Linked DNA regions of Mus musculus: regions 2, 3, 4, 5, 6 and 7 are each linked to region 1. Evidence: chromatin contacts called from public Hi-C, HiCAR-type and promoter capture Hi-C data. All regions are on one chromosome and are shown on one strand. Each heading gives the region's core, a stretch centred on a gene start, on an enhancer-like site or on the middle of the called end of the contact. The rest is flanking DNA. Distances are from core to core; before and after follow the strand shown. Region 1 holds the start of Wdr75 (WD repeat domain 75). Region 2 holds the start of Uxs1 (UDP-glucuronate decarboxylase 1). Region 3 holds the start of Bivm (basic, immunoglobulin-like variable motif containing). Region 4 holds the start of Ercc5 (excision repair cross-complementing rodent repair deficiency, complementation group 5). Region 5 has its middle 21 kb from the start of Mettl21e. Region 6 holds the start of Gulp1 (GULP, engulfment adaptor PTB domain containing 1). Region 7 overlaps Gulp1 (GULP, engulfment adaptor PTB domain containing 1).

Evidence for each region. Promoter capture Hi-C pulls out the DNA fragments that hold promoters and counts their contacts. Hi-C and Micro-C count contacts between places; a contact is called where the count stands out from the background. HiCAR-type assays count read pairs that join an accessible place to other places. Capture Hi-C pulls out chosen DNA fragments and counts their contacts.
Region 2: a contact with region 1 is called in a promoter capture Hi-C map of liver, with 3 times the contacts expected there. The contact joins the promoter of Uxs1 here to the promoter of Wdr75 in region 1. A contact is called at or near these places in 4 of 39 promoter capture datasets (cranial neural crest, liver and pre-B cells), 1 of 484 Hi-C or Micro-C datasets (CD4 T cells), 3 of 115 datasets of contacts at active chromatin or transcription factors (astrocytes, embryonic stem cells and large pre-B cells) and 2 of 9 other capture datasets (adipose tissue and liver).
Region 3: a contact with region 1 is called in a Hi-C map of uterus, with 4 times the contacts expected there. The contact joins the promoter of Bivm here to the promoter of Wdr75 in region 1. A contact is called at or near these places in 14 of 39 promoter capture datasets (the 3T3-L1 cell line, 3T3-L1-derived adipocytes, the HPC-7 cell line and 9 more), 11 of 484 Hi-C or Micro-C datasets (LSK cells, cerebral cortex, cortical neurons and 3 more), 11 of 115 datasets of contacts at active chromatin or transcription factors (cardiomyocytes, embryonic forebrain, embryonic limb bud and 6 more) and 2 of 9 other capture datasets (adipose tissue and embryonic stem cells).
Region 4: a contact with region 1 is called in a promoter capture Hi-C map of embryonic stem cells, with 8 times the contacts expected there. The contact joins the promoter of Ercc5 here to the promoter of Wdr75 in region 1. A contact is called at or near these places in 16 of 39 promoter capture datasets (the 3T3-L1 cell line, 3T3-L1-derived adipocytes, the C10 cell line and 10 more), 6 of 115 datasets of contacts at active chromatin or transcription factors (astrocytes, embryonic stem cells, fibro-adipogenic progenitors and 3 more) and 2 of 9 other capture datasets (adipose tissue and liver).
Region 5: a contact with region 1 is called in a promoter capture Hi-C map of liver, with 4 times the contacts expected there. The contact joins the enhancer-like site here to the promoter of Wdr75 in region 1. A contact is called at or near these places in 5 of 39 promoter capture datasets (cranial neural crest, liver, maxillary cranial neural crest and 2 more) and 3 of 115 datasets of contacts at active chromatin or transcription factors (astrocytes, embryonic stem cells and pro-B cells).
Region 6: a contact with region 1 is called in a HiCAR-type map of astrocytes, with 4 times the contacts expected there. The contact joins the promoter of Gulp1 here to the promoter of Wdr75 in region 1. A contact is called at or near these places in 8 of 39 promoter capture datasets (the 3T3-L1 cell line, cranial neural crest, frontonasal cranial neural crest and 4 more), 1 of 15 datasets of contacts at CTCF or cohesin (the NIH/3T3 cell line) and 3 of 115 datasets of contacts at active chromatin or transcription factors (astrocytes, embryonic limb bud and embryonic stem cells).
Region 7: a contact with region 1 is called in a HiCAR-type map of astrocytes, with 3 times the contacts expected there. The contact joins the enhancer-like site here to the promoter of Wdr75 in region 1. A contact is called at or near these places in 4 of 39 promoter capture datasets (the 3T3-L1 cell line, cranial neural crest, hippocampal neurons and 1 more) and 2 of 115 datasets of contacts at active chromatin or transcription factors (astrocytes and embryonic stem cells).

Annotation. Positions count from the first base shown.
Region 1 is chr1:45,793,473-45,797,405 of GRCm38.p6, forward strand. Wdr75 (WD repeat domain 75) reads left to right here and starts at 1,694. Exons shown (of 21, transcript NM_028599.3): 1 at 1,694-2,132. The coding sequence starts at 2,050.
Region 2 is chr1:43,825,674-43,829,606 of GRCm38.p6, forward strand. Uxs1 (UDP-glucuronate decarboxylase 1) reads right to left here and starts at 2,166. Exons shown (of 15, transcript NM_026430.4): 1 at 1,942-2,166. The coding sequence starts at 2,035.
Region 3 is chr1:44,118,337-44,122,269 of GRCm38.p6, forward strand. Bivm (basic, immunoglobulin-like variable motif containing) reads left to right here and starts at 1,632. Exons shown (of 10, transcript NM_144558.4): 1 at 1,632-1,938. It overlaps Poglut2 (protein O-glucosyltransferase 2), which reads right to left and starts at 437. Exons shown (of 10, transcript NM_023645.3): 1 at 1-437. The coding sequence starts at 163.
Region 4 is chr1:44,145,958-44,149,890 of GRCm38.p6, forward strand. Ercc5 (excision repair cross-complementing rodent repair deficiency, complementation group 5) reads left to right here and starts at 1,787. Exons shown (of 15, transcript NM_011729.2): 1 at 1,787-2,193. The coding sequence starts at 2,106.
Region 5 is chr1:44,196,287-44,200,219 of GRCm38.p6, forward strand. No RefSeq gene overlaps it. Among named protein-coding and RNA genes, the nearest start is that of Mettl21e, 21 kb to the right of the region's middle. Within about 2 kb of position 2,210, at least 32 of the 459 cell types and tissues checked have an H3K27ac peak or open chromatin away from gene starts, as enhancers often do. A contact at or near this core is called in liver, where this site is marked.
Region 6 is chr1:44,549,368-44,553,300 of GRCm38.p6, forward strand. It overlaps Gulp1 (GULP, engulfment adaptor PTB domain containing 1), which reads left to right and starts at 2,304. Exons shown (of 11, transcript NM_028450.3): 1 at 2,304-2,505. It overlaps Gm39635 (a long non-coding RNA gene), which reads right to left and starts at 2,090. Exons shown (of 3, transcript XR_865406.1): 1 at 2,013-2,090; 2 at 942-1,343.
Region 7 is chr1:44,583,194-44,587,126 of GRCm38.p6, forward strand. All of the region lies in intron 1 of Gulp1 (GULP, engulfment adaptor PTB domain containing 1), which reads left to right. Among named protein-coding and RNA genes, the nearest start is that of Gulp1, 33 kb to the left of the region's middle. Within about 2 kb of position 1,773, at least 110 of the 459 cell types and tissues checked have an H3K27ac peak or open chromatin away from gene starts, as enhancers often do. A contact at or near this core is called in astrocytes and stem cell-derived epiblast-like cells, where this site is marked.

The DNA.
Region 1 (3,933 bases), core at 444-2,943:
GACTATAAGTCATCAACAAATTCCCTTACTATATAGAGACTACCCATAAGTTCTGTGACTCTAGAGAACCCTGACTAATACAATGACAAAACAGAAAAATCAAAGTATAAGAAGACATTACTCAACCAGTGCACTAGCACCAACAGTGTTCCTGTTCTATGCAAAGGAGGATGAAGAGAAGGATGAAGAGGAAGAGGAAGAGGAGGAGGAGGAGGAGGAAATGATAAATATTAAGCTGTCAAGAGAAAATTTGGTTCCTAAATGTTCATGCAAAAAGAAATAAAAACACAAATTATAATTTTATTGGAAATGTTAGTAGATTAAATTTTTGCATGGAAAGAATCCTTTCACGAGTTTAGTAGTCCAACTAGCCTTTGTCCAATCAGAAAGCCTCATTCTTTCTTAATTTAAACGAAGTTCACCAAACAGTAAAACAACTGAAGTAAAAACTAGTTTGATCATTTATTTTCTTCATTGTCTCAGAATATAATAAGCATATATCCGATCTCAAAGTTTCCAAGTTTAAAGGATGTATTACTTAGACATCAAGAGTCTAGGGTGGGATGGGGGGTTAAGCTCACTATGTTCTTCCACTATGAAAAAGCATACCATAATTATGAAAAAGAAACTCTTTAAATTTGAGATAAAAACAGAATCAGTATCTTCCTGTCTAGCTCTGTCTCCCCAAACTATGAACCCAACAAAAACTAATCGTCTCTCTCTCTCTCTCTCTCTCTCTCTCTCTCTCTCTCTCTCTCTCTCTCTCTCTCCTGCCTAAAGATCTATAGATGTTTTGACCCTTAGGATTATATTTTTCCTGCTATGAATCAGCATAAAGTTATGGTGAATTTCAAATGTATCAAGAATCTGCTCCTGTTAGGGTTAAGATATCAGATGCCCTTCCTTAGGGGTCGTTAAGAGCCAGCACAATGGAAAATATTGACAAACGAACGGTTCAACACAGATATGCAGCAACCTCGAATACAAAACACAAAGTGTTAAGAATCAACATCCTCAGAAGTGGATGCTCACAGTCAGCTACTGGATGGATCACAGGGCCCCCAATGGAGGAGCTAGAGAAAGTAACCAAGGAGCTAAAGGGATCTGCAACCCTATAGGTGGAACAACAATATGAACTAACCAGTACCTCCCGGAGCTCTAGCTGCATATGTATCAGAAGATGGCCTAGTCGGCCATCAGTGGAAAGAGAGGCCCATTGGACACGCAAACTTTATCTGCCTCAGTACAGGGGAACGGCAGGGCCAAGAAGTGGGAGTGGGAGGGTGGGGGAGTGGGTGGGGGAGCGTGTGGGGGACTTTTGGGATAGCATTGGAAATGTAACTGAAATAAATACCTAAAAAAAAAAAAAAAAAAGAATCAACATCCTCAGAAGTCAGGGCTTCTGAACAACAGGAACTGAACAACTGGAGCAAACCGGACATCACTGCAGGAGCCCTGACACCAAGGTGTACTTTTATTCTGGAGTCGAAACTGCATTGGCAAGTGTGGCGTAGATGCTACAGGAACTTAGCGATGCTCATAGAACCGCCATAAAGAGCTAAAGCGCCCCACTTCAGTTACCATTGCAAGAAGACGCTCTTTGAACCCCGCCCCCTCCCAAAAAAAGGCAACGGAGGGGGGTGGGATAGGAGTAGGGTGACTGCGTCATCTTGCTGTCGCTCAATCACAGTGACAGAAAAGGCAACGGCTTCAGTAGGAGAAAGGATGTTCACTTCCGCTTCTGGCGGAACCTTTAGAGTCCGGTAAAAGAGGCCGAAGAGAAAACTCTCTTCTGTATCGAATAGCTGTAGCGGCATCTGGTATGATTTAACTTTGTGCGTGGCTGTTGGGCTTTACTCCTTCTACAAGGGTTTTAATTTGACCCTGCCCAAACTAAAGATGGCGGCGTAGGCGTGGAGCCGACCATAGAGTCTCCAGGCTAGAGAGGCCCAGGCGGGCCGCGGGCGGAAGAGTAGGGCCAGGCCAGTCGGCCTATGAAGGAAGTTCGTAATCCGGCCGGTGCTCGGTGCTTCCTGCGCCTGCGTGAAGATGGTAGAAGAGGGAGTCCGCGTGGTTCGCTGCGGCGGCAGCCGGCTGAACTTCAGGAGGGCCGTGTTCTCCGTGGATTCCAAGTATGCAGTAGGCTGCGGGTCAACAGGGCTCCGGGCACCGCGGGCCGGGGAGGGGAGTGCCCGGCGCGGCGCGGCCCACGGTCGGACTGCGAGGCTGGAGTCCGCGGCGCCGCGCAGCGCATGGACCGACCCGGAGCTCCCCGGAGCCGCCCGGCTTTGCTGCTGTGTCTGTGTGCCTTGCACCCAGGACTCCACCTGCGGGAAGGTTGGCGGTTACAGGGGCAGGTCAGGTGTCTACAAGGGACTAGGAGCCGCTCGGTTGGAAAATGGTCACTCTCTCCGTATGTGCACCGGTCTGACCATGCAGACTAATGTTCACGTGTGGAACGTTTTGGACTTCAAAATCATTAATGATTCAGCCTTTTTCCCGCAGAAAAACATCATAATTACCAGGCTCCTTTTTTCCTTTTTTTTTTTTTTGAGTTTTACATAAAAACAGATGTTAGATCTGTAGGAGAAAGTGTCTATATGCACACAACTTTTACAATAGTGGCTTTCAGTTCGCTGCTTGTCAGCTGGCATTGTTGCTGCCACGTTGTATCATCTAGAAGAGGTGTGTAGTAGGGCTAGTTTTTCAGAGCACTCTGAATGTAGAGATACTTAGGCTCAGTTGTTTGAATGCTTGATCCCCAAGAGGAGCAATTATTCCTGAAGGATTAGGAAGCAGACCCTCCTTGGAGGAGGTGTGCCAATGGGGCAGGCTTGAAAGGTTCAAAAGCCTAATCCATTATCAGCTCTCTGCACAGGGATGTCTCCTGTACTGCTCCAGCTCTCTCTCTCTTTCTCTCTCTCTCTCTCTCTCTCTCCCTCTCTCTCTCTCTCTCTCTCTCTCTCTCTCTCTCACACACACACACACACACACACACACACACCCATCATGGGCTCCACTGTGATGGTCATGGATTCTACCCTCTGCAACTGTGAACTGCAAATAGTAAATACCCCTATTTTAGAAAGGTATTTATAGTATTTGTGGAAGGTGTACTCTCCCGCAATACCCTGCCAGTATACTTACCAGTATACGGGGTTTTGTTGACATTGTTTTATGAATTAAAGGGATAAAATGGACATAGCGGAGTTGTCACAGTTCTGCCCCTTCAAATTCATCCTTATACTCATTTTTACCCTGCATTGAACATTGCCTCACCTTGTCTGTTAAATGAGGTGTTTGGTCCATATCATTTTCCAAGTCTGATAGGATTTTTTTTTAAAGCTTTGGTCAATGGTTTGATCTTTAACTAGCTGAGCTGACAAAATCAAAACAAGAAATTTGACTGTGTAGTGAGGAATAGAGAAGTCAGTGTAGATGTTTGAAAGCCTAGGTGCTTTTAAGACTTTGTTACGTCATAGTGAGAAAGATGAAAATTGCAGAGGGCTACTATCTGTTGTTATATGCTTTTCTATTGCCATTAGAAAATACTGGGACCAAAGGAACTTATAAAACAAAATGTTTAATTTGAGGTTCACAATTGCAGAGGTTAGAATCCATGATCATCGCAGTGGAGAGCATGATTGGGGCCTGGGGGGGGTGGGGTGGGGGGAGGTGTGGCAGGCATGATGCTGGAGCAGTACAGGAGACATCCCTGTGTAGACAGCTGAAAATGGATTAGGCTTTTGAAGCCTTCAGGCCTGCCCCCAGTGGCACAACTCTTCCAACGAGGGTCTGCCTCTAATCCTTCAGGAATGATTGCTCCACTTGGGGCCAAAACCTTCAGACTTCTGAGCCTGTGGGGACCATTCCATTTTCCTTTAAACACCCACATTAGGCTAAGCCGAGAAGGTTGTCTATTGGTTGTTCTAT
Region 2 (3,933 bases), core at 916-3,415, 2.0 Mb before region 1:
CTTCTCTTTCCAAGCAAATGGTTCTCAAAGCGCTGTCTCCCTCAGAAGGACTTCTGGGTTGCTGAGACTCTGAAGCCACCCCAGACTACAGAGTGAAACAAATATAAATAAAAGACAAACAAGAAACTACTCGATAAACCAAGCTATTGAAAATGGAAATTATCAGGCCACATCCCAGAACCGCTGAACACAGAACAAACTGTTTTAAAACCCTACTGGATGACTCTGATGCACTCAAGAGTGTGCTGAACTACTGGGTCTATGTTCTGTACCATCAAGGCAAAACCCTGATGTTTCTGCACTTCATGCTGTGCCCTGTTACCACTGTCTACAACTGACAATGTTAACAACTGAGAGAAACATGATGGTCAAATGAAAACTCTTGCTATAGCTTCATAAATTCCCTATTATCAATTCTAAACACCTATGCCTCACTTCGGTATCCCTCCCTAAGTAAATCAGCCCTGAAATTGCTATCCAGAGACCTGACTTCTAGACCCAGATCACTGCCTTTCGGGCTGGAATGAATCTTGGCCCTCTAAGATTGATAAAGGTGCTAATCCCTCATGCTTTTAATTTTCTCACCCATAAAACACTATTACTATTCATATTTACCTGTATTACCCCTGGCAGGATAAGGATCATACCTATACATACAGTTAAGCACTCAGCTAACTTAGGCATTACTAATAAAACAGTAATAATTACTCAGCTGTAAGGGGTCTTTTTCTTGAATAATCATCTTCTTCAATACAGACCACACTTGAAGTTAATTCTTCCTTCCTTGCTGAAACCAATCAAATCTACCAAGCCACCCAGATCTAAAACTTCTCCTAGCAACCAGAAGCCTTTCCAGAGCTTCCTGGCTGCTGCTGCTGCTGCTGCTGCTGCTGCTGCTGCTGCTGCTCCTCCTCCTCCTGCTCCTCCTCCTCCTCCTCCTCCTCCTCCTCCTCCTCCTCCTCCTCCTCCTCCTCTTGCAACAGCTGAGCTGTAGCAGCCAGTCTGCATCCTACTAACACCATCATCCCATCAGTTGAACCCACGTTCCAAAGTACCTACTCACCTGGGAATCAGACCCTGGAAACTCAATCACTTAGCAGTTTTCATTCGAGTATGTTTGCCTGGGTGGCCAGGATTCAGAAGGAGCTCACTCACTCTGAGAGCTATTTTTAGCCCAATTTTGGTACTTGGTAAAGTAGTAATAGCTGTTATATCCAGTTGCACAGAGCAAAAACAAACAAACAAACACCAAAAAACTAGACTTTGCCTTCTCTGAGAAGCTGAGGGCCCCTCAAGATAAACAGGCTAAGGATCCAATTGACACCCGCCCCGCCTGCCCCCTATGCTGTGCCTCCTTCCGCGACACGCTGGAGGAGTACCTGGTGGCGCGGGAGGAGAGTGGGGAGCGGGGAGTGTGAGACAGGATATCAGAGCATGGCCACACAGGGCATCCACGGAGAATGGCAACACTCAGCTGCTGAGTAATTTTCCTGCGGAGCAAACAGTCGGAGCAGGGACCCTGCCAATAGCTATAATATTTTTATCCTACTTAACCAGCACCGTCCCCAAGGATGTCCCCGCGCCGCACTCTCCAGGTTCACCCTAACCCTAACCCTGGGTGCTGTGGACAGCACAGCACAGCGGTTCGGGTCAGTACGAGCTGGCGGGCGCTGCGAGGTTGGCCGAGTCCGCAGTGTCTACAGCTCGGGGAACGTGTCCACCGCGTCCCGGGCAAAGGCCCCAACACCGGCCACCGGTCCGACGCCGGGCCTACGCGGAAGCGGGCAGCAAGCAAAGCGGCCAGCGGCTCCACAGCACAAGTTCAGCCTCGTGGAAGCTGTGAACCGGTCCCCGGCCCTGAACAGCCTGCTGCTCGGCCGCAGCGCCCGCTCCCCGCCGCGCGGGAATGAATGGGCTCCCGCCCACCGCGCACGCACTCACAGGCGGCGTAGGCGAACAGCGCGATGCCGAGCAGAAGCTTCATCCTCCTGCGGTTGACTGAAGAGACAAGGCGCAACAGCCCCTTGCTCACCATGCCCGGGAACCGCTCGGGTCCGGGGCCTGCCGCGCCGGCCAGCCGCAGCACAATGCGCGGCGGCCCGAGCCCCGCCCCCGTGCACCAGCCCCACCCCCGCGCGCCCGGCTTCCTGCCGGCTAAACCACTGCGCTCGCGCGGCTGGGTCCCGGCCTCCGGCTCCGCCCACAGCCGTGCCCCGCCCTCATCCTCCTTTTCCCCGCAAGCGCAGTGTAATCCCTGAGTTTTCAGGATGGTGTCAATCAACCAGGGATGGGTGGGCACAGTGGGTGGCTCGGAGCGCGCATGCGCAGCCCAGTGTGCTTGCCCCCTTTTCGCTGCTGGGGTAGCGTTCGACGTTTGGCGCGGATCTCGGAAGTTCGCCTGCAACTTGCAGGGCGCTTGCGCGTTCTTAGTCCTACACGGCCGGCTGGGCTGTGGCCTCGCGCTGTTGGAGATGAAGAACTGGTTTGCTGTAATTGGTGTGTCTTGACAGTGAACAGTTGAGTTTCTATGAGTGCGGGGCTAGTAAGTTGCCTTCTTAGCTGTTCTTTTTGCAAGGCAGGAAAGTGATAAATCCCAAACGCGCCGGTGAATCGACAACACTTCTCTTCATTTTCTTTATTTTAAAGATGAAGGGTATATTATCATGAAGAGGTTGTTAATCGTTGGAATTTAGGACAAACCACACTGCAGTGGGAACAGCAGAAATGAGCAGGGATCATTTCTGGTACAAAGTGTATGGGAATAATTTCAGAACAACAGACACTTTGCCTGATCATAGTTACCAAAAGCGAGACAGAATGCTCTGGTTATGTCTTCTCCTTAAGCATAGCACAATGAGATCTGAGGTACTTTTCCTCTCAGATGTTTGAATATTAATGAGACTCAGTGTTGGCAGACAGTTTCACATTCATAACAACCCTGATAAAAGATAGAAACATGAGGGCTGCTTGAAGACCTATGAAGAAAGGGTTGCCATCTTCAGATTGTATGAGTGTACTGTAATGTTGGGATGTCTGCATGGTTAAGGAGGGAAGAACATAGACCGGAGACTGTGACTCTGGATTTTCATGTCTCCATCTGTAAGTCATTTCCAATTCAGGAATTTTCTGGTGAGTTTTAAGAACTAAAAACTATCCATTGAAAGGACAATTTAGAGCAAAAGCTCCACATCCTATCAAATAGGCAGACTCTTGTCAAAAGTAACTACATTAATAGTGTAGAACACAGAGGTTCCTAAAAGTGACCCATAAAACTTTGCTTTGAGCAATAGTGATAGGAAATGGTGAATTAATCAGTTGATTTTGGACTGTATCACCCAGTACTGTATTGTACCTGTCAAGCTATATCCTAAGGGAATGCATACAAAGAGTCTTCAGAAACACATGTTCTGCTAGGCCTTAGGGTATTTGATAGAATCAGAAAAGTCCTCTTTCCTTAAGATACCTTCCATCCATCTGTCAGGAAATTGTCATAATAAATGCATACCCTTTTGTCTGTAACATTGTACAGATCTATGGTGTATATCTTAAGTGCATCCAGGAAAGGAAATGGAGTTGAATGATATTCCCTGTGCACTAGGGGCTGTGGAGCTGGGTAGGTATATCTGCTCTGATGGGGTTTTCTGGAGTGCAACTGGATTATAATTACTACGAGAGCTCCAAAGAAGCAAGCTGCTGAAACATGAAAAACCTCCATAAAATAGTCTCTCTCCTCATGTTCTTCCCTGTTTGTCTCCATTGACAAAGACACATAGTCAAGGGCATAGACAGGGGAAGGAGATGGTACTGAACTGAGTCAAATGGAGGGAGGGAATCACCATACAACTATACAGCTTATAACATAGTAAGAAACATCAAGTCATATATAAAAGAGAGCATGTGGGAAGAACAGCAGATTGTTCATTTTAAGGTGAT
Region 3 (3,933 bases), core at 382-2,881, 1.7 Mb before region 1:
CCGCCCGAATGTAGAAATAGCGGGCAGGAAGGACCACGTGTGCTTTTAGCCCGGGTCCCCATATTTCGCTCTTCTCTGGGCTCAGCCTCCTCTCTCCGCCGGTCTGGGCAAGTGCTGGCACAGTCCCCAGAAAAAGGCAGGAAAGCAGCGAAATGCTGAACATTTACAAGACCGAGTCTTGGAAGATCCACGAATAAATGCAAACGTGCTAAGTGGACGGAGCTAGCCTGGGTAGGTAGGAGGACGGTGGTCAGTCCTAGCAGCAGTCAAAGTCCCTAAAGTGTCGCTTGACGTGCGGGGTCCGCGCGTGGGACTATGCTGTGCCCAAGAATGTCACAACCCGAGCGGTGGCATGTCCAGGAGAAGGATGCCACACGTTCTGCTGAACCTGGTTAAGAACCGCAGGCTCCACTTTCTCCGGACAATGACAAACTTGTGTTACTCTTGCCACTAGAGCATCACTTTGGGAACGAATCCGTCGCAAGTTCTAGCCAAGGTGAGAGGAGAAGGATTGGCCTGCGCTGTGACCAGTCTTAGTAAAGTCTTCTGCTAGTGGATGAGTGGGTCAGAGTGGAAAACGCGTCCCGGGCCCCTTAGCTTCCTGGGATATGTAGTCCGCCATAGGACTAGCGGAAATCCTGCCAGGAGTTCACCCCCAACTACTTTCGTCCCTTCCCTCCGTCCCTCACTCTCCCTCCTCCTTTCTCCCCCCCTACCTTCCTTTCTACTTCTTTTTTCAACTTTGGAGCACGGCTTTCTGGCAACCTTAAATACTACAGTTGCGCAACTAGCATGTCTGGAGTCACAGCAAAGATTTCCCAACTTATATTTTGTTCAAGGTATCCACCGCAAATGGCAGGTATATAGTAAACGCTGAAAGGGAGGCTAGGTGTTATCAATGATACCCAGTCACTCGGTGCTATTCTTGTGCGCTCAATGGGACGAAAGATTCTGGGCCTTGGGTAGGAGACTTGAGGATGCAGATCTGGTGTTGCCTTCCAGCACCAGAGTTCCGGGACCCAACAGGAACAGAGGTATTCCCCAGCGGAGGGCCTAGCCCAGGCACTGCGGTGCGCTCCGCCTCTCCGTAGCGCCGTCACTGCCTCGTTGCAGGACAACCCCCACCCCCACCCCCACCCCGCCGCGCCCCTGGAAGGATCTGGGTCGAGCTGAGTCTCTGAGGAGAGATGTAAGGGATAGAAATCACCAGAAGAAAGCTCGGCCTGAGGGGGGTGCATCCGTGGGTATCCCTGTACTCTCTTCAGGAGCGGGTCTCCACGCTGCGCTAGCGGATCCCAGGCACCCGGCCTGCAGTGGCCATCCTCTCTTTGCACCCTCGCTTCTCGGCCAGTGAGGTCAAGAGGAGTAGCAGGCTTTGTCCTCCCTCCACGGGGTAAGGGGCGTGGAAAACATAGACGGCCTGGTTGTGAGCCAAGGCAAGGGGATTCTTTTTCCCCCTGCCCCCCCCCCCCCCCCGCTATTGTTATTATTGGTGATATAATCATTCATCGCGGCCTCCCCTCCCAGCTCTCAGGCTGTCACTGTCTGCGTGCCACCAGCCTCTCCAGTCCCTAGCGCGTAGGAAGCGGCCCCCTTCAGGCCTGCGCGCTCCCCCTCCTGGCGAGCCTTTTCTTCCGGCTGGGAGTGAGGGAGCAGGCCGGGAGGAGGTTACAAGGCTTTAGATCTGGTCTTGGCCAGTGGGGACTAGGGACGCCTGGCACTGGGTTGGCCACCGCAGGACAGTAGTGGGAACCCGGCACAGTAGCGCTGCAGCAGTTGCACTTGCAACATCCCTGCTCTCCCGGTTCTCCTCCACCTGCACCTTTGTCACCTTCAGGTGCTTCGGAGCCTCAAAGAGGGGGCAGTGGGAAGTCTCCTGGCTCCTCAGAGTCTGAACTCCAGAGGGCATCATGTGCTGCATGAATCTCATACTCACAGGTAGGCCTCCCAGGTCTGGTCTGGTAGTCTAGGCAAGGGCGCTGATAGAAAAGGGGGGCGGGGGGGGCACCTGGCTGCTGTCTTAGCAGCTCTTATCAATCCTCAGCAAAACACTTTTCTGGGTCTCAGTTGCTTTCTATGCAGAATATTGATTATACTGTTTGTGATATGTGGAAGGCTTTACTGAGATTTTATTGGATGTCTAGCTCTCTACTGAATGTGATACTTCAGCATGTAGACACGAAAGGCACATAAATGGAAAAGAATAAACTCAGGCAATCGATATCGGTTTTGCAAACAGTATGTTTATTTGACAGAATTGTTCATTCCAAAGACTTTCATAAGTCATTCCTCTAGTGCCGTCCTAGAAGCTTGGGGTTTATATTGCTTATGAGATACTGTGAATAAATTGAGTGGTATTCCGCAAGTCCTAATATGTTAATCAAAACGAGGGAGAACAATTTCAATAATGCCTAGTGCATTGTAGACACCTAAAAATGTTTGTTAGACCTGGCTTCTACAAGACTAGGCCTGGAGATGCAATTTCAGGAAAACTAGACTTTCAGGAGTTAACCATTTGTGTACACACACACACACACACACACACACACACACACACATTTAGAAAGCTTAATCATATTCTAGAAAGAAAAGTTCCTCACTATGGATAGGGTATCTGGCCTAGTTAGAACAGCAAAAAAAAAAAAAAAGTTCTTCAGAAAGTGACATTTGAGTATAACTTTGAAAGATGGATGAGAATGAATAATTAGTAAGGGGCTACAGGAAGACAACATTCAGAAAACCAAAAAGTAATGTGGAAGGACAGAAGAAGGTATGTAGGGTAAGGAGTTGATCTTTTGCTTCAATAGCTGAGGGCCTTAGGCAGAAAATTTCTATGAGGATATATATGTAGCAGACTTTACTCTTTGATGTCTATGCAGGGATCAGACTAGAAAGAACAGCTCAAAGGGTGGGTGGCATGAAGTTATAAGCATAAAGATAAAAGCAGATATAAACCCCAGATAGCTGCAGATACAGTGCTGGACAATCAATCAGCCTTCATAACTCCGTTTTCCCTGAGACTACCATTGCATCTTACTAGAATAATCTATGCCTGTAATGGTCTTGTTTCCAGTAGTTGTGGCTTTCTTCATTCTAAGAAAGCAGGCTCTGAGTGAAGTCCTAAGGATACCATAGCAGAAGCCCTTCAGAGTTTAACTACAAAGGGTGGAGATGCAGATCAGTCACGGGATGCAAAGAAGTAGAGTGCCAGCATGGGTTCTGGGTCATTCTTTTTCATTTTCTGTGAATATCTTCTGATATTTCATAATTTTCTACAATATACTTTGTGTCATCAAACCTATAAATATATGTATTTTCAGAGATATTCACATAAAACAGTGGTTCAAATGAGGAAATGTTGATATCTTTCATTTTCAGTGACAACTATGTAAAATCTTCAGGTAGATGGCAGGTTTGTTTGTTTTTTTTTAAGATAAAATGAGAGCAAAGAGATTATTTTTATTCAGTGACCATTGCTTAAAGCATACAATCCAAAACCAGATGGTTGCATGTTTTATAAATCAAGTGTTTTACTCTTAACAGCTTCATCTCCTAGCAATTTCCATTGTATTTTTTCATTCATAAATGAACCTGTTTCCCTTGGCAATGTTATTTGGTTAGCTTTGGTTATTTGAGCTAGGGTCTTGCCCGGTGTGTACTGGGCTAGATCAGAAGTAGCTGTGTAGTTTAGTCTAGAGTAGATCTTGCAGCAGCTCTCTTGTATCTGCATCTTGAGTCTTGGAATTACAGAAATGGGCTACCACGTTCTATTTTGACCATACTTTTTTTCTTTCCATATGTTCCAAATGAGCATAAAACCATCAAACTCTGGTACATTGTACTAGTCCCATAGGCAAAATTATATTCAAGGTGAGCGAGGCAGTGATGGCAAGGTAAGGTTAATGTCGGGTTGTGATCTACAAAAGGTAGAGC
Region 4 (3,933 bases), core at 537-3,036, 1.6 Mb before region 1:
GTGGAGCATCTTGCCTACGTTTATAGAGATTCTTAGTTTGCTAGAGCTTTCATAATAAAGTACTCAGGTTGCTTAAAAACAAGTTTGTTTTTGTTTCGTTTTTTTTTTCCCTCACAGTTACATAGACCAAGACAAGGTCTGGCACATTTGGTTTCTTATCTTTTGGACTTGAAGCTGGTCACCCTTTTTGTCCTCCCATGGCCTTTCCTGTATTTGTGGGCATACTTTATGATGTTCCCACTCCTTCTTATTAGTATAACCGTTATACTGGATTAGAGGCCACCCTGATAGTCTCTCTGTATATCAATGGTGAGGTAGAAATCACATCCATGGACTTAGACGTATCTTCATGTTTGTGATCTATTACTGACCATGACTCTGTCAGACACAGAAATGGTTTTGTTAAGTTCTGGTTCATGTGCCCTTAGGTGCCTAATGGCCTTATTGTTTTGACAATCATTTTCTAAAAATCACTTTGAATACAGGCACATTGTGCAGTACTTATATTCAACACGTGAATTTTGAATTCTACATGGATACTGACCTGAATACATAGTAATTCCGCGGTCCAGCCAAGATCTGAACTATCATCTGCATGACCTCTACTCCAAATATTTTCCACAGGATGCAAAATGTCCTGGGGAGCATCAGACCTGAGACTTGAGAGGTCACTTAAGCAACATTGACGAACTCCCGCTATGCACTACTAAGGAAGGGGTGTAACACTCATCAAGATTGATACCAGTTTCAACATGTTTACAGTCTACTGCTGGAAGTGATAAAAATTAAACAGGCAATTAAATTGCCTTCAGTAAAATACGACTTTACTAAAATGCAAAAGTCCGTAATTTTACACATTGAGGGAATGCTAAACTGTAAACCACCTGTTTGGACATAGATACGTTTTTGCTAAAATTTGACTTCTGATAGACTTCAGCTGTAAATGAATTTTTTTCCCCAGAAATTATCTACTTCTATCCCTTCCTTTTTTTTTTTTTTCTTAGACAAGGCCATGTGAGTCTTGAGCTTGTGATATTCCTGCCCATCTCCCAGATATTTGTGCCACCATGTCGGGCTATCTATTGTTTCTTATCAATCTTTTTACTGGGTTTGAATAATTACAATACCGTCCATCAAAATTGAGCCATTGTATGCTAAGTGCTTTGCCCATATTCACTCTGCTCGGTAAAAGATTGTTCTTTTGTACTGCTTACAGATGACGGAGAAGAAATTCTGAAGAAACGTAATCTCCACAGAGCTAACTCTATAGTAAGGCCTCAAAGGGCTGCATTCGATTTAGAATGTGCATATCGTGTCTTTTCCTGGCTCTACTCTGCCCCAAGTCATTTTTCCCAATTGTGGAACTCAAAGTTTCAGATGCTGGAGGAAATTCAAAGTTAAGCACTGCGTTGTACTGCCATCCAGTTACTGCACGTTGTGAAAATATTTGCCTTCACCAAAGTCAAGATGCTCATCTTTCCGTTCTTTTCTTGTCGAACCCAATACTTGGCGCCAAATCGGCAAAGCTGGGGAGGCAATGGGGAGACTGATACTGAAAATGCACAAAGGAGACCTCACTCCATTAAGAAAGCCAATATGTGCAAACACTTTTTGCGCCTAACAGTCAGCCGAACAGAGGCACAGATTCAAAACCGAATCGCCACACACACTGACTTCGGGAGTGCTCGGGCGTGGGATTTACGTGTCAAGTGTCAACGCGGGAATCCCAACCCTCGCGTTCACTTGGAAGCCAAGAGGTTTCATCGTTTGGTCAGCGGGAGAAATCACTCGCGACCGGAGGAAGGCTCGGCGCTGGCGTCACCGGTGCTGCTTCTCAGTACTTTTAGGCGTGCCAGTACTGGGGCTGAAACCTTTCTGCTCCTCCCACCACATTTAAATTCCGCTGTTCTTTCGGGAGACCGGGTCCGCTCCGGAAGTGCGTCAGCGCCGTGTTCCTCCTTCAAGCCCTGGTGACAGCGGGTTCCAGGCGGAGAGCGGTGGGCTCTGCGTGAGTTGGTGGCGCTGCGTGCTGGTGCGGGGCGCGTCCTTTATCCTAACGGGAAACAAAGGCCCCGCGAGCCCGGCCGAGAGAGAGCGCCTGCGCCATGGGAGTGCAGGGGCTGTGGAAGCTGCTGGAGTGCTCGGGCCACCGGGTCAGCCCGGAGGCGCTGGAGGGCAAGGTGCTGGCCGTGGGTATCCTTCAAGGCGGCTCCGGAGCGCCGGATGAGCGCCTGCTCGGCGACTGGGCTTCGTCCGGGACTTGGTGCTGGGGGTCGATTGGGTGTCTGTCTATCTAGAGTGCAGGCCTGCGCTCCTTAGGCCGGCCCATTTTGTGCCCCCTATGCTTTAGTTCTCACAGCAGAGTGGCTACAGAGTTGTCGCGGAGAATAAGGAGATTTAAATGATAAAATTTGGTATAGCGTCAGGCTCCGTAGTACTGTACATCTGAGAAGTCATTCTGTCAGAGTAGAGGGGGGGAAAAAAAAGAAGAGTTCCGAACCCTCCCACCCTCCTTTTTGAATAGTTACCTCTTGTTTGTTGGAATAAAAAAAGTTCATACGGTGTATAGTGAATTAGTTTCCTCCAGCTTCTGTGATGGGTGTGTGCATTTTAGTTTTGTGTCATTGGAGTTTTGTTTTTCTCCCACTTTGAAAATGTGATACCAATTTTGAAGTTTTGTTTACGTTTATCTGTTCCACGGCCCGTTTCACAGTGCCTCTTTTATCTTAGAAGGTACTTTTACATAGTTTTCTTAATGAAAACTAGAAATTCCTGTAAATAGTTGCTGAATGTGCGTACATGCCTGGACGTGTGTCCGTAGGTGGTGGCATGCCATGCCATTCTGTAAACTATGTCAGTTCTTCACGATGTGCCCAGCTTATAATTAATGGAGAACTTGCAGTTTTGAAAAATCACATTTTATGCCAAATACATCAATGACAAAAATTAAAAATTTGTCTTACAAGTCTTTGCACAGGGTACCATAAACCCTAGTGGTTTCTCGGCGTCACTGCTGTTTAAGGATTTCTTCATTATTTATGATGGAAGAACAATTTTTAGTGAGGGGGTTCTTAAATTCTCATCAAAGGGTTTTAGTAGTGGTAGAGCACTTTCTTAGTATGTATGATAAACCAGAGTTCCATTCACATCTTTGTGAGAAAGTATTGCTGACAACACCATCAAGGAGTTACGTTATTTTCTCTTCCAGCCCTTATAAACAATTAGGAAGTTAAGCATCCTAGCATTCAGGGTTGTCAAATGAAAAGTAATCCATGTAGATTATTCATAAATGGCTGTGTTCCATTTGGGGTGTGAAGTTATGTTTATGAGGTTATTAAGCTCTTCTGAAATAATGGATCGTTTAAAGAAAATCGTGAGGGATTTTGCCTACACTCACATGTAATCTGGTTACTTCTGTAATTTAATTTTCTGTGTTTCATCATGAGAATTCTGATATCTGAAATTTAGGTGTTAGAAATTTATTCGGTTTGCTAATAAATAAATCATCCACAATTATCTCAGGTTTGTAATTTACATACTTTTCCAAATAAACTGTTTGGGTTTTAGACCATGTGAATAGCTGAGTGTATTATTTAAACAGTTTATGTCTGTGTCAAAAAAATGTTAGGAAATAACAGATTAGTTTTTCCTCATTATTGACCTTAACATCTGTTAGTGCATTGGCAGTATTAAGCAGATAGTACCCTCACTGGACACATGAACAACATGGATTAACTTAGTCTCCAGTCACCTAATTCCAGGACTAAGGAAAATTCCCATTTATTTTCAGATGTTATTGGTTCTTTGAGTTTAAATTCTAAAGCAAGTTTTGACTTTGCCTTTGCTTCATTCTTTAATTCTTCTAACCCTTGAGGAGTTTAGTTTTGCCACATTTGTGTTGAAGCTTGACTAATCAAACTGTGTAAATTCTTT
Region 5 (3,933 bases), core at 960-3,459, 1.6 Mb before region 1:
AAATTGGGTTTTAACAAAATTACCAGTTGGCTCACATATATGCTGGCGAATACCAGATTACAAACAACTGAGGTCAGGGAGTAGGGAGATGGACCAGTGGGTGGAGTAAGTGTGGAGACCTTAGTTTGGAGCTCCAGGATCACCTAAAAGACGAGTGTGTGCCCATAATTCCAGTTCTGGTAGGCTATGTCCTGAAGCAAAGACAGGAAGATCCTGATGCTTGCTATCCAGTTCTAGCTAAAATAGTGAGCTTCAGGCTCAGTGACAGACCCAGTCTTAAAAATCTAAGGTAAAACAGGATGAAAAATTTAGCCAACATGTCTCCAAGTCTCACTCATGTATCACACAGTAGCACACACACATGTACGTATGTACGTTGTGGTGAATCTCCAACCCAAATATGCTCCAGCAATGAAAACACAACTCAGTTAATATGAATCCATGCTGTGCACGTAGATTGGGCAGATCTACCGCTACACTACCATCTCCATCTATGAGATCCCTTAGAACCTGCAGTTTCTCCAGGCCATGTGCTTCTATTTTGCTTTCCTTCTTCTCCTCCTTCTCTGCATCCTCTCTCTCTGAAACCTCCTTCTTCTCCCAATTTCCCGCTCCACTTTCCCCCTTTTCTGCCCAATCATCAGGCCTTCTTTATTTTACAGATTAAAGTGGGAAGAAGGTTTACAAGAAATCACCTGAGTGCTGACTCATTCCTTGTTCACAGCCTCTCACAGGAATTGACATCAAATATAATTAGCCCTAGGGCTATCCACAACACACACACACACACACACACACACACACACACACACACACACACACAGAGAGAGAGAGACAGACAGACAGACAGAGAGACAGGCAGACAGTGAGACAGAGAGAGAGAGACAGACAGAGAGACAGCGAGACAGAGAGAGACAGACAGACAGAGAGACAGCGAGACAGAGACAGAGAGAGACAGAGACAGACACAGAGAAAAAGAGAGAGGAGTCAGTCACATGCAGTTAAATATATGTGTGCTATTTAAAAAATTTAAACTAGTCTTTATTTTCTACTTTCTTGGAGCATTTATTTCATGGTATGGGTAGAATTTATACAATTTATAGTTAAAAATGACTGTTATCAAATAGTGTATTCATCTAATATGTCAGTATAAGTATCAAATTATAATGTTGGATATTTACTTCTTGGAATGAATTTACATAAAATTTTTACAAGTTATCTCACTTATCTAAGTCACAGCTCTTATTTATTTTCATTGGTTTATTTGGAAAGACAGGTTCTTTTTGCAGGTCACTGAGGCCTCATCATGGCAAGTGTATGCAATTTCAACTCAGCTTACTTTCAGAGTTATCATTGGGGGAATAGGATCTAAATTTTTGTTTTCAAGTAGTCAGTAGAAGAAAAAAAAGAATATCCACATTTTTGTTTTCAAATAGTCAGAGAAAGCAAAAAAGAAGGGTAAATAAAAACAAGTATGTTCTAAAGATATGCAATATTCACATTCAAGCTAAAATCTCTCCAGATATTGGCTTCAGTCTCTTATATTTACCAAACTCCATGTGCAGTTCTTGCATGCCTAAGACAATAGTCCACGGGCTTCATATTCTGCTGGTCAACTTAAGAACTAATCAAGAACAGGCACAATAAGAATATTGTCAGAAATATCAGGCTTCTCCCACCTTGTCTTGGAAGTATCCAGGGCAGCCATTAGAAGTTAAAAAAAAATCACCTTTTCCTCTTTCAACTCTGGAATATTCTATAACTATATGGCCTGGCCATTGCTCTGCATATACATTGGCACCATCTTTTGAACCTGATTCTCACAGGATAGTTTCTCTGACATTATTGAAGCACATAGAGCTACCCACGACTGTATCAGCTGTTTCTTGCGAAGGGTTTCAGAGAAGTGAGTTTGACTGAGCAATTCATCTTTTAGAATCCAAGTGCCTAATATCAGACAGACATCAGCCTAACAGACCCTGGGGATGATTCCCACTGGAACAAGTACAGTCTGTCCTGCAAGGTGCCTCTGTTCTTGTCGTCCGCTGCCGGAATAGCAGGAAAAGCTTTCTGAAGGCGGTTTCCAAGAGTTGCTGTCCTTAGCTCACCCCACAGCTCTGTTCTGTTCTGCTGATACAGTGAACATCCACTCCTAGTAGTCAGGGAACAAACAGCGTCACTCATTGAGCCTAGTCACTAACAGATCAGGTGATGTTTTAAAGTTCAGCCCCGCCCACCTAGCCTTCTCTGGTGAAAGGCCACTTGAGGTCATTGTACACTTCATCCACATCACTCTATCCCAGCCATCTCCCAAGTTTAGCCCATTCTTGGAGTCTTTATATAACTTCTCTTTTTTTTCTTTGAATGACTGCAATTAAGATCCTCATATTTCTGGTTAGATCGATGTGGTGCTCCTGAGTTCTCTTCGGGCCCGGGGCCTAAGCCGCGCCAGGCGAGGGACGGACATTCATCATTCATGGCGAATGGTCAGTCATTGCGAATGGCGACCGCTCTTCTCTTTCTGCCAGCGGGCCCCTCGTCTCTCTTCCCCATCCGTATGCCGGTGGTGCGTGGAAGGCAGGGGTGCGGCTGTCCGGCCCCAGCGCTGACCCGCGCGCACTTCTTGCAGTGGTTCGCGTGGTCCTCGTGGGCGTGTCAGGCGCTCGGTTGTCCTTTACGTGGTTCACTTCGGTCGTGTCTCGCTTGACCCTCTTCCCCGAGGTGGGGAATGTGGCTGGTGGTGTTGCGGTTGCATACCCTTCCCGTCTGGTGTGTGCATGTGCTCTGCTTTTTGCAAGCCTCCAGGTGCTACTGGAGCGATCCAGGTTTTGCCCCCTAGGTGCCCGCTTCTGAGTTGGCGGCAGCGCTTCCGTTCCCTGGCGTGCATCCAGGCTGCGTGTTTTTTTTTTTTTTTTTTTTTTTTCCCCCGTTTGTGTCTGTTCTGTCCGAGAAGCCCGTGAAAGGGGGGGGGGGGGGGGTCGAGGAGAGAGGAGGGGCGGTAGAAAAAAAAAGATCCTCATATTTCTTTAAATTGATTATTCCAAGTGCCCCATATTCTTTGCAAACAGAAATGTATTTTCTGTTTAGACTCGTTGCTGGATCTATACATCCATGTCATATGCATGCTCTTTCATATGGGGAGGAGGCTCGTCTTTCCAGGTATGTCTCAAGCTAATTTGTTCTCAGGAGACAGGCAAACACAATATTCTTCATTTAACTGGTAGCCGATTAATAGGGAGGCAATCCAAATTCAGATTTTCCTGCAGAGTGCAAGAAAAGAACACAAGCTTCAGGACAGCAAAGGTCAGAGTTCCCATCCAAGCGGTGACATCTATGTAACTCTAGGGAAGATGCCCGTGCCCACTGGGTCTCCACGCTTTATCATGTACATTAGACGAATGCCTTTAGGGATCCTAGAAAAGGAACTACGTGGGTAATTTCTAACCCAGACCCTAAAGCAGTATGAATTCCACTGATGACAGTTATCATTCAGTACAGGTTAGTAGATGTGACAGTTCTTCAAATGAGTAATCCAAGCAGGTCACTCTTCTCTGCTTTTACAGCACTGCACACAAGGCTGGCGTGCTGCTGGAACCCGTCCTTTCTCCTTTATGCCTTCATCCTCCAGCTCCTTTGCCCAGGATGCTGCTCAGTCACCTTCACTCATCCCTGGTAGTGAATTCCATACCATCTTGCTGCCTTCAGGGCACTGGCCACCACCCTCCTTGCTTGTATTTCTCCCCTTTCCCTGCCACTGATATCCTTGCTTCAGCTCCTTTGCACCAATCTAAAAGTCTCCAGGGGAACTGTCCACTTTGACGCCTGCTATGACTGCAGCCTTGGATTGGTATAATGTGACTTTTTAATGAATAGTGAATGAATTAATTAATAGTAAATGGATGAGTGAATGCATGACAACCATTAGACAACTTT
Region 6 (3,933 bases), core at 1,054-3,553, 1.2 Mb before region 1:
AGTTTGCTTAGACTACATGATCTCCACATTGTTTCTGTTGGAAATACTGAGAGGTTGGGTCTTTTTAATGCAACAAGTATCCGAAAAGGCTCACTCACTTATAAAATGTTTGGAGAGGAATTTCCACTAGCATATCCTGTCTCTTCAAATTACAGCAAAATATGATGGAATGTTTAAGAACCTTTTTTTTTTTTCTGTCTTCTTTCTCTAAAACTCGTCTATTTTAACCCCTGTACACTTGACTGCCATAAACTATAAATAACACCTAAGTCTTTTCTCCTATTGTAATTGGATAGGTAACAAGAGTGTCCTGGAAAAGAGAAAGAGTAAGAAAGGGGTCTGAAATGGATTTCGGTCCCTCTGCTGCCTCTGCCCTGGCTTGGACTACATCATGTTCCAAAGCACATCGATATTTACGCATGTTAGCCGTGTAAACCGCTTTATATCTTTCCCCTTTATTTTTACATCCGAACTAAAATTGGGACAGCTAAATTTTAAGGATTATCTTCCCAGAAAGGTTCTCAGCGGTCCTCTCACGCTCCAAGATTCTCTCTTATGAGGATGTGTTCTTCTTCTTTTCCCAGTCAGAAGTTTACCAGGCTCATTTAAGAATAGTTTGCTGTGGCTGGGTGTGGTGGCGCATGCCTTTAATCCCAGCACTTGGGAGACAGAGAGAGGCGAATTTCTGAGTTCAAGTTCGAGGCCAGCCTGGTCTACAGAAAAAAAGGAATGGTTTGCTGTTTTCCTCTCAACTCCACACCATTTCTGTTCTGAATTCTGAGGTAAGCACAGAAAGATTGCTAATAAGTAGAATGTGGCTGTCGAGAAAGTTGTCCTATTATTTTGGAGGGAGGGTGTTGGAGTAGGGGGATGTAGGGTTGTGGGTCCCAAGTCCACTCCACTACAGGGCACCGGCGCTTGGGAATCTTGACAGGACTTACCCCACACTGTCCCTGGGTGGGTGTTGGGCTGCAGGGAAGCCACGGGACTCTGCTCCGGGGGTGGGGAAGCACAGCCTGAGGTGCAGGACAGCCAGAGCTGGCTTGGAGCTCCCCAGGCCTGTGATAAGACCTGGTCTTCTGGTTCTCAGGCTCTTGGACATCCAGGTGCGGCTGGAAGCTGAGGAAGAGCTGAAAGCAGAGTGGGGGCCCGAGGGTTGGATCTAGCCCAGGGCCAGGGTGGGGGAAAGAAGGGAGGAGCTCTGGCTGGTCTCAGGGGAGAGTCCTTGGCTTGAGTTTAGCTTGGGCTTGGGTCCTGGCTGGGAGCACAGAGAGGCCTTCTATGGAAGATTACACAGTGGCTCTGTAGACAAAGGTCATCTCCGTGTCTCCCTGCGGCAGATCCTGAAGAAAAGAGGCAGTCCTTGGTTTTAAGGCATTTATTGTCATGGCAGAAAGTGGATGTGTAAAACCATACCCCCCTTCTCAGGGTGGGCCTGAGATTAAATACCTTTTACAGGGAGAGTACCTCATTAAAATAGAGATTAGATTTGAGCCTATGTGACCACAGGTCATATCCTCTACCTGTGGAGGGGCTTGGGGAGTTGCGCTTATGTAACTGATGACCACAAATCTATGGAGGATGGAGGTGGGGCTACAGCTAGTGACAGAGGCCTGGTGTCCAGGAGCAGGCAAAAACTCCTACTGTCCCTTCATGGTCTCCTGGGCATTTAGCCTTAGCTCAACCAGGGACCAGCTACCTTTCACCGCCCCACGGGGGGGAGGGGTAACGTGCAAAGATTCAGACAGAGTTTAAAAGAGAAAGAAAGAAAGAAAGAAAGAAAGAAAGAAAGAAAGGAAGGAAGAAAGAAAGAAAGAAAGAAGAGAAGAGAAGAGAAGAGAAGAGAAGAGAAGAGAAGAGAAGAGAAGAGAAGAAAAGAAAAAAGAAAAGAAAAAGTCTAGTCCCTGCAGCTGCGTTTCACGAGGCTGTGGAGAGCCCTCCTCACTTATATTTATGCCCTTTCTGTGTCACTTTCTTTTTTGTTAAACCTCAGAGGTGTTTTAAATTCTTACCAAACAGCATCTGTGGGAGGAGGTTTAAAAGGAAACCTGGAGCTGTGGAAGTGGGGCGGGGCCGGTGTTTTCTCTCCGTCTGAAATAAGAATGGACAGCTTCTTCTGGAAACCGGTTTCTTTCTGTCTTACTCCCTAACCTCTCCAGGTCTGCCTTTAAAAGCAGGACAGTTCTGCATTACTGCAGAAAACCCCACCAGCGTCCCTAGTGCGCACACAGAGCCGGAGTTTTCTTCTGGCCGAGAGGGGGAGCCCGGCGATCCTAGCCCTCAGCAACCGGGAGTCCCGACCCAGCCCCTGCCGTCGCCAGCACCAGTTTGGGCTTCAGCGGATTAGAAGGAGGGAGAGGACCAGAGCCCTAGGGTCCGGAGCCCAGTGCCTTTCGAACCTGCACAAAGTTTTCCTGTGGGATACGAACACGCGATCGTGGGCCACGGTTCCCGGAGCTCCTGTGCCTGCCCCAGCCCTGCGACCGCATCCCTCTACAAGCCAGGGTAGGAAGCGGGAGCGTCTCTGGTCCGGCCAGCTATGGCCAGGTGGCGCGGAACCAGGAACAGACCCCGAGAGGAAAGCGCAGTTAGCAGGAGGGTGAGGAGGGCACCGGGCTGCGACCGCTTATAGGTTGCGCAGATTCCGACCCCGAGGGCACAGGGAGTCTGTGGGCACTGAAAGAGGGACCTGTTGCTGCAGGCGGGGGCAGTGAGGGAGGAAGATGGGGCCACCCAGGGACGCCAGCCCTGTGCCTTCCCGCCGCATCCTCCCCTCGACCCAAGGAGGAACTTCTGGGCGAGGTGGGGGCTAGCAGGCGTCGGGAGCAAGCGGTGGGGGGACGCTGGACCATCCCGCCCGCTGCGGGTGCATGGAACAGAGGCTGCTCAGCAAAAGGAGGCATCGCTGGGTCAACTAGGCGACCCGAGAGCCAACTTCCTCCAGCTTGGTCTCGCTTTGTTTGGGTCGCTGTAAAAATGTGGGCAGCGGCAGGGGAGGCGGCAAGGAGCTTGTGACTGGGCCGCAGATACTTTAAAGCCCTACGTGGGTAGGGCCCCCACTCTCGGGCGGTGTCCATGCGGCTGCCCTTTGGCTAGGCCGGTCAGATCCCCGCTTCTGCGGGCGTTATGTTAGTGGGACTCAGCTTGCCAAGCTTGCTTGCTCTGGTCCACCTCCTGGTGGTGGCCCAACTGGCTCTCTATCCTGGGGCTGCTGGGCTGATTTCCCTGTTTGCAGGAGGGAACTCTGGGCAGTCTAGTTTTCTTGGAATGTGTTTACAATGTAGAATGGGACTTGAACAGGAAGCTGAACGCTGCAGCTAGAAATAGCGTGCCAAGGTAGAGTGAGGGAGATACAGCTGCTGTTGGGGAAACTCTCAAGTGTGGGCTGGCAGTCAAGGAACACCCCTACCTCACCCCGACACACACACACACACACACACACACACGCACACGCACACACACACACACAGCGTCTTAGTTTTTCTTGATGGAGCTTGTCTTTGTTAATAGACATTTACGTGCGATATTTCAGTCTGTTTGACAACATAATATCAATTAGGAAGATTTAATAACTGTGTATTCTGTCTGCTTTTAAAAATGCTGCACCAACATTTAAGAATGAAAACTTTCTAGACTCTGTCAATTCTATTAATTCTAGGGCTTGCAGAGGCCAGGATACCTATGATTTTATGTAGTCCATATGGCTGAACAGGTCGTAAAAGAGTACGAATTAGAAAACAGAGTAAACGATGAGAGGTGGAAAATCCTGAAAGGAATTGGATTTTTTTTTTCAGTTTTGCAAATTGCCTGGTTGCTCTGCCAGCCTTTCCCTCCTTCTTCCTCATAATCAAATAGCTAGAAATTGCTAGAAAACCCACCGAATGGGAGAGTTTGGACGCTGGTGTCTGCAAGCTTTTCTAGAAACAACGGTGA
Region 7 (3,933 bases), core at 523-3,022, 1.2 Mb before region 1:
TGATACCCAACTCCTGAAAATTACTTAGTATCATGCCTTATGATCTCTAAGGAAACTCTGCAGGTGGGCTCTTGCAGCAGAGAGCATTGACATAGAAGAAACATAAGTGTCATGTCATAGCCACAACATTGACAAGTAGTACAACTGGAACAGTAGAGGAATTGCCCCTTTTGGGGACAGAGATCCCTGAACGTCTGAAACTCACAGTTTATACTCTGGCCCAGTGAATCACTCGCATCCCTATGTCTCTTTTTCAAATAACTAAACCAAAGATTTCTGTGAAGAGAGAGCTGGCTGATGCGTTTGTAGTATGTGACCCAAGAGAAGGACTGAATTCTGTGACCCATGGGTTGTCTCCATTCTTACCTCAATTCCTAATTTAAAACATGATGCATCTTAAAAATCAATGAAACCACCTTGAAGATGTAGTGTAAGGTCAGATTTGGGGCTAGTTCACACTGTATGTTGTCTCATGTTGGATGTTCATGATGAACGCGTGACCAGTATCTGTATCTGTACCGAATTATTTCAGAATGTGGAGTATATCATATTAGCTATCCTGCCAGCATAGCAAAAACATCTCAAAGATTTTTAGATTTTTACCTTGTCTATCTTTGAGATATTTTTCTATAAATCTATAAATATTCTATAGATAACTTTCCATAGAGAAGTGTCTACTGTCAGGAACCATTAGGAAACCCCACACTTTCCAAACAGACATCCATTTTATGGCAAAGATGAATTTTAGGTTTGTATTTATATCCTGAGCTTAGCTCTGTACCGTAATTGTGTTTCAGGTTGTATTTCCCATGGATCCTTGCATTCTGCCTGTCTAGAGAAATGTTTCGTTGCTCACTCCTTTCATTGTTGTTATTTGGTGTGCTCCTCCAGCTGACAGAACAAGGTAACACCAAGGAAATCAGTGCCCTCAGCACACTTCCAGAAGGATTGCTTGTGGCTTTCTTAGTTGCTTCCTAGTGTATTGGATTTACACACACTGACTAATTTCAATGATGAACAAGCCTGCTAAGCGTCTTTGCTAAGTATCTGTTAGCTCATTACTTAGGTTTGTGGAATCCTCAAGGCAGTGTTCCGGGTGAGCTCAGGACTTGTTTGTGGCTTTCTGTGCCTCTGTTGCCTTGTTGAGTGCTATCATAATTGCAGATGATCAACTTTAAAATCTAAATGACCTTTAAGAATCTAGTCGGGTGTTTATGACAAGAGTGTTTTATTATTTCACATATCCATTACTGAAGGCTCATTTAAAATTTCACCAAAATCCTGAAAAAGTAAGTCAAATTATCTTTGTTTTATAGATGAAAAACATGACATATAAATGATTAAAATCGTTTGCTTTGGAATTAGTGAAATAATTAAGACATCTGGTTGCTAAGGTTCACTGACCTGCTGTGCAAAATCCCATCAATAAAGGAAACTTAGCATAGTTATTTATGATTTTTATAGATGGTAGTACCTTAACTGAGCCTCAGTATTAGCTAAGTGTTGTTCTTCTGAGTCTAAAGTCTTTGGTGGTTTTAGATACCTTTAGGAATACAAATGATGTGATCACTAAATGCAGTTTTATTTCTTCTCTTTCTGCAGCAGAGTTTGTAATTATTGCAAAAAAGCCAGATGTTAGTGGCCTTCTGGACTATATTCCCTTTCCTATGGCTGGCTTTAGCTTACAAAACCAACCTCAGCTATTAGGGCTGACACTGTGGTTTGTGCTGATGACTGAACAGACAGTGGCCACGGTGTGACTCAGCACAGCTCTCCTGGCCTGGCTGCAGACTCAGCAGATCAGCAATCTGCCTGGGGGCAGCTTTGGTCTGCGGTGGAGAGGCTTATCTGGAAAGCCAGAGAAAACAAAGCAAGATGCCAGTGGAAGTCAACTGATGGCTCCAACTTCTCTGTGTGGTGTTATGTGTCAGGTTTATGAACCATATGGCCAGAGAGCTATTTTATTGTAGGGCCATTTAGCAAATAGGCTGGTGTCAGATTCCAGATAAATAAGTTTACATTTTGTGCTGAGAGCATTTTTATCAGAGGGTGCTGTGTTTTACAAGTGCTCACATGAGAACAAGATGCCTACTGTACACAACGCAATTGAAGGATTCCTCAGGGACCCACAGAGAGATGCCTTTCCTGTGTCAATAAAGACCTCTTTGTTTCACAGACATTTCCCTCATTTTGGACTGGAATGTTTGAATTAAAAAACAGATGAAGCAGGCTCTGCTCTGCTGGTGCCTATCCATTTGGGCTATTGTTTTGTGACATGTAATAACTATTTCTTGCAAGGAAGAGAAGTGTGTTTGTTTTTCTGATTTCTTTAACAAGTGTCTTTGACACTACTTGCATGCTGAAATTTTGGTGACAGGACTAAGGCAGCATAGTGACTCACTATGAGCTTTCCATTTCAGACTTTAATGTTCCCCAGGTTCTGACCCAAATCTTGGGTTTTATTCATGTGATTCGGTGTGAATTCACAGTTAGGATGTTGTGGGATCTTTGTGTCTCTGTTCCGTTGCCTGTCATAAGCTCCATGTTACAAAGTGGTATCACACTTGCTGTGGACAGTCTTGGAATATGGCTAATAAGATGTTTAGTTGCAGGGACATTTATTATGGATTTAGTCCTTTGTTGTCCTGTGAATCACCTGAAATACCAATTTTGGAAGTGAAAAAATGGAATATGAGCAATTCTATGTGATTGTGAATACTTAATCTGTAGTGTTTGCTGTACTAATAGAGTTTATTTTCTGCAGGGGCTTCCTACTGTTCCTGTTATTTCCATGTGAGACTCTGCATCCAGACGATGAGTGGTCAATGTACAAACAGAGGACCCTCAGTCAGAGAATCTGTGGTCAGCATCAAGTGGGCATGGAGGAAACTTTACCATTGCTAATAGAGGATGAGCAGAATTACAGAGTTAGGAGAAGCACATCTAGTTTATTAATTATCTAAAAACATTAATGATTCTCCTGGGTTGTTATTATCTTTAGGAGAAATTATTTCAATTTGTTTTATTTGGCATTTAATTGCCTCCTTCCACCTCTGCCTTTTTCTGCTGGAGATTGAATCTACTTGGGAGGAAAGAAAGAAAGCCGTTCACTACCTAGCCATTCTCCCAGCCATATTTGTTCTGTAAATTTCCTTTATGCTCATTGTGCAAACTTTAAAGTTCATTATACTAAGTCTGGTCCTGAATGGGTGGTGTATGGAATAAGGTCCCTGTGCTAAACACTTTTTTTCTAGAAATATGGACATCAATTTCAGGGTTTGTAGTCATAATTTTGTAAATTGGACAGATTTCTTTCAGTGGGAAAAACCATGTTACTGGATGAAAAAGTCAGGCTCCCTCTAGGGTGTGTAGAGTTAAGTTCCTGGAGTTAGGCTAGTGTAAGTTTCATGAGTCTGATATTACTAAGTCTACCAGTTTTCTCTCTCAGCCTTCTTCACACTTTTTCTATTTAAGATAATGACAATAGGTAGGCAGGTATAAAGAGGGACTGAGATTTCTGCCATATGGAACTGGGAATGGGCATGCAGGAATCTTCTTTTCTAATACAGTTCTAGAGTTTTCTTTGTTGTCCTTATGTTACCTGATTGCTATTACAATGAGCGAACATATTATTTCCTAATAGAGTCTCTATCAAGTTAATTCCTCAGTTTGCACAAGTAAAACATAAATGGCCTTTCCCCTTGTTCTGTTTTTCTTTTTCTTTGATTGCACTAGCTTCAAGCAGTACGAGAAAATGTAACAGAAGCTGCACCATTGTTCTGATTGCGATGCACAATGAGCAAGCAAATGTCATGCAGAGTTCAGAAAATAGAGAAATTGGCAGCTCTAATAATGTCTTTTCTTCACCAAACTTATCTTTAGTGAGCTCCTCCTAGGGCATTCTGTGAGAGGCCTTTGTTGATTTACTCATGG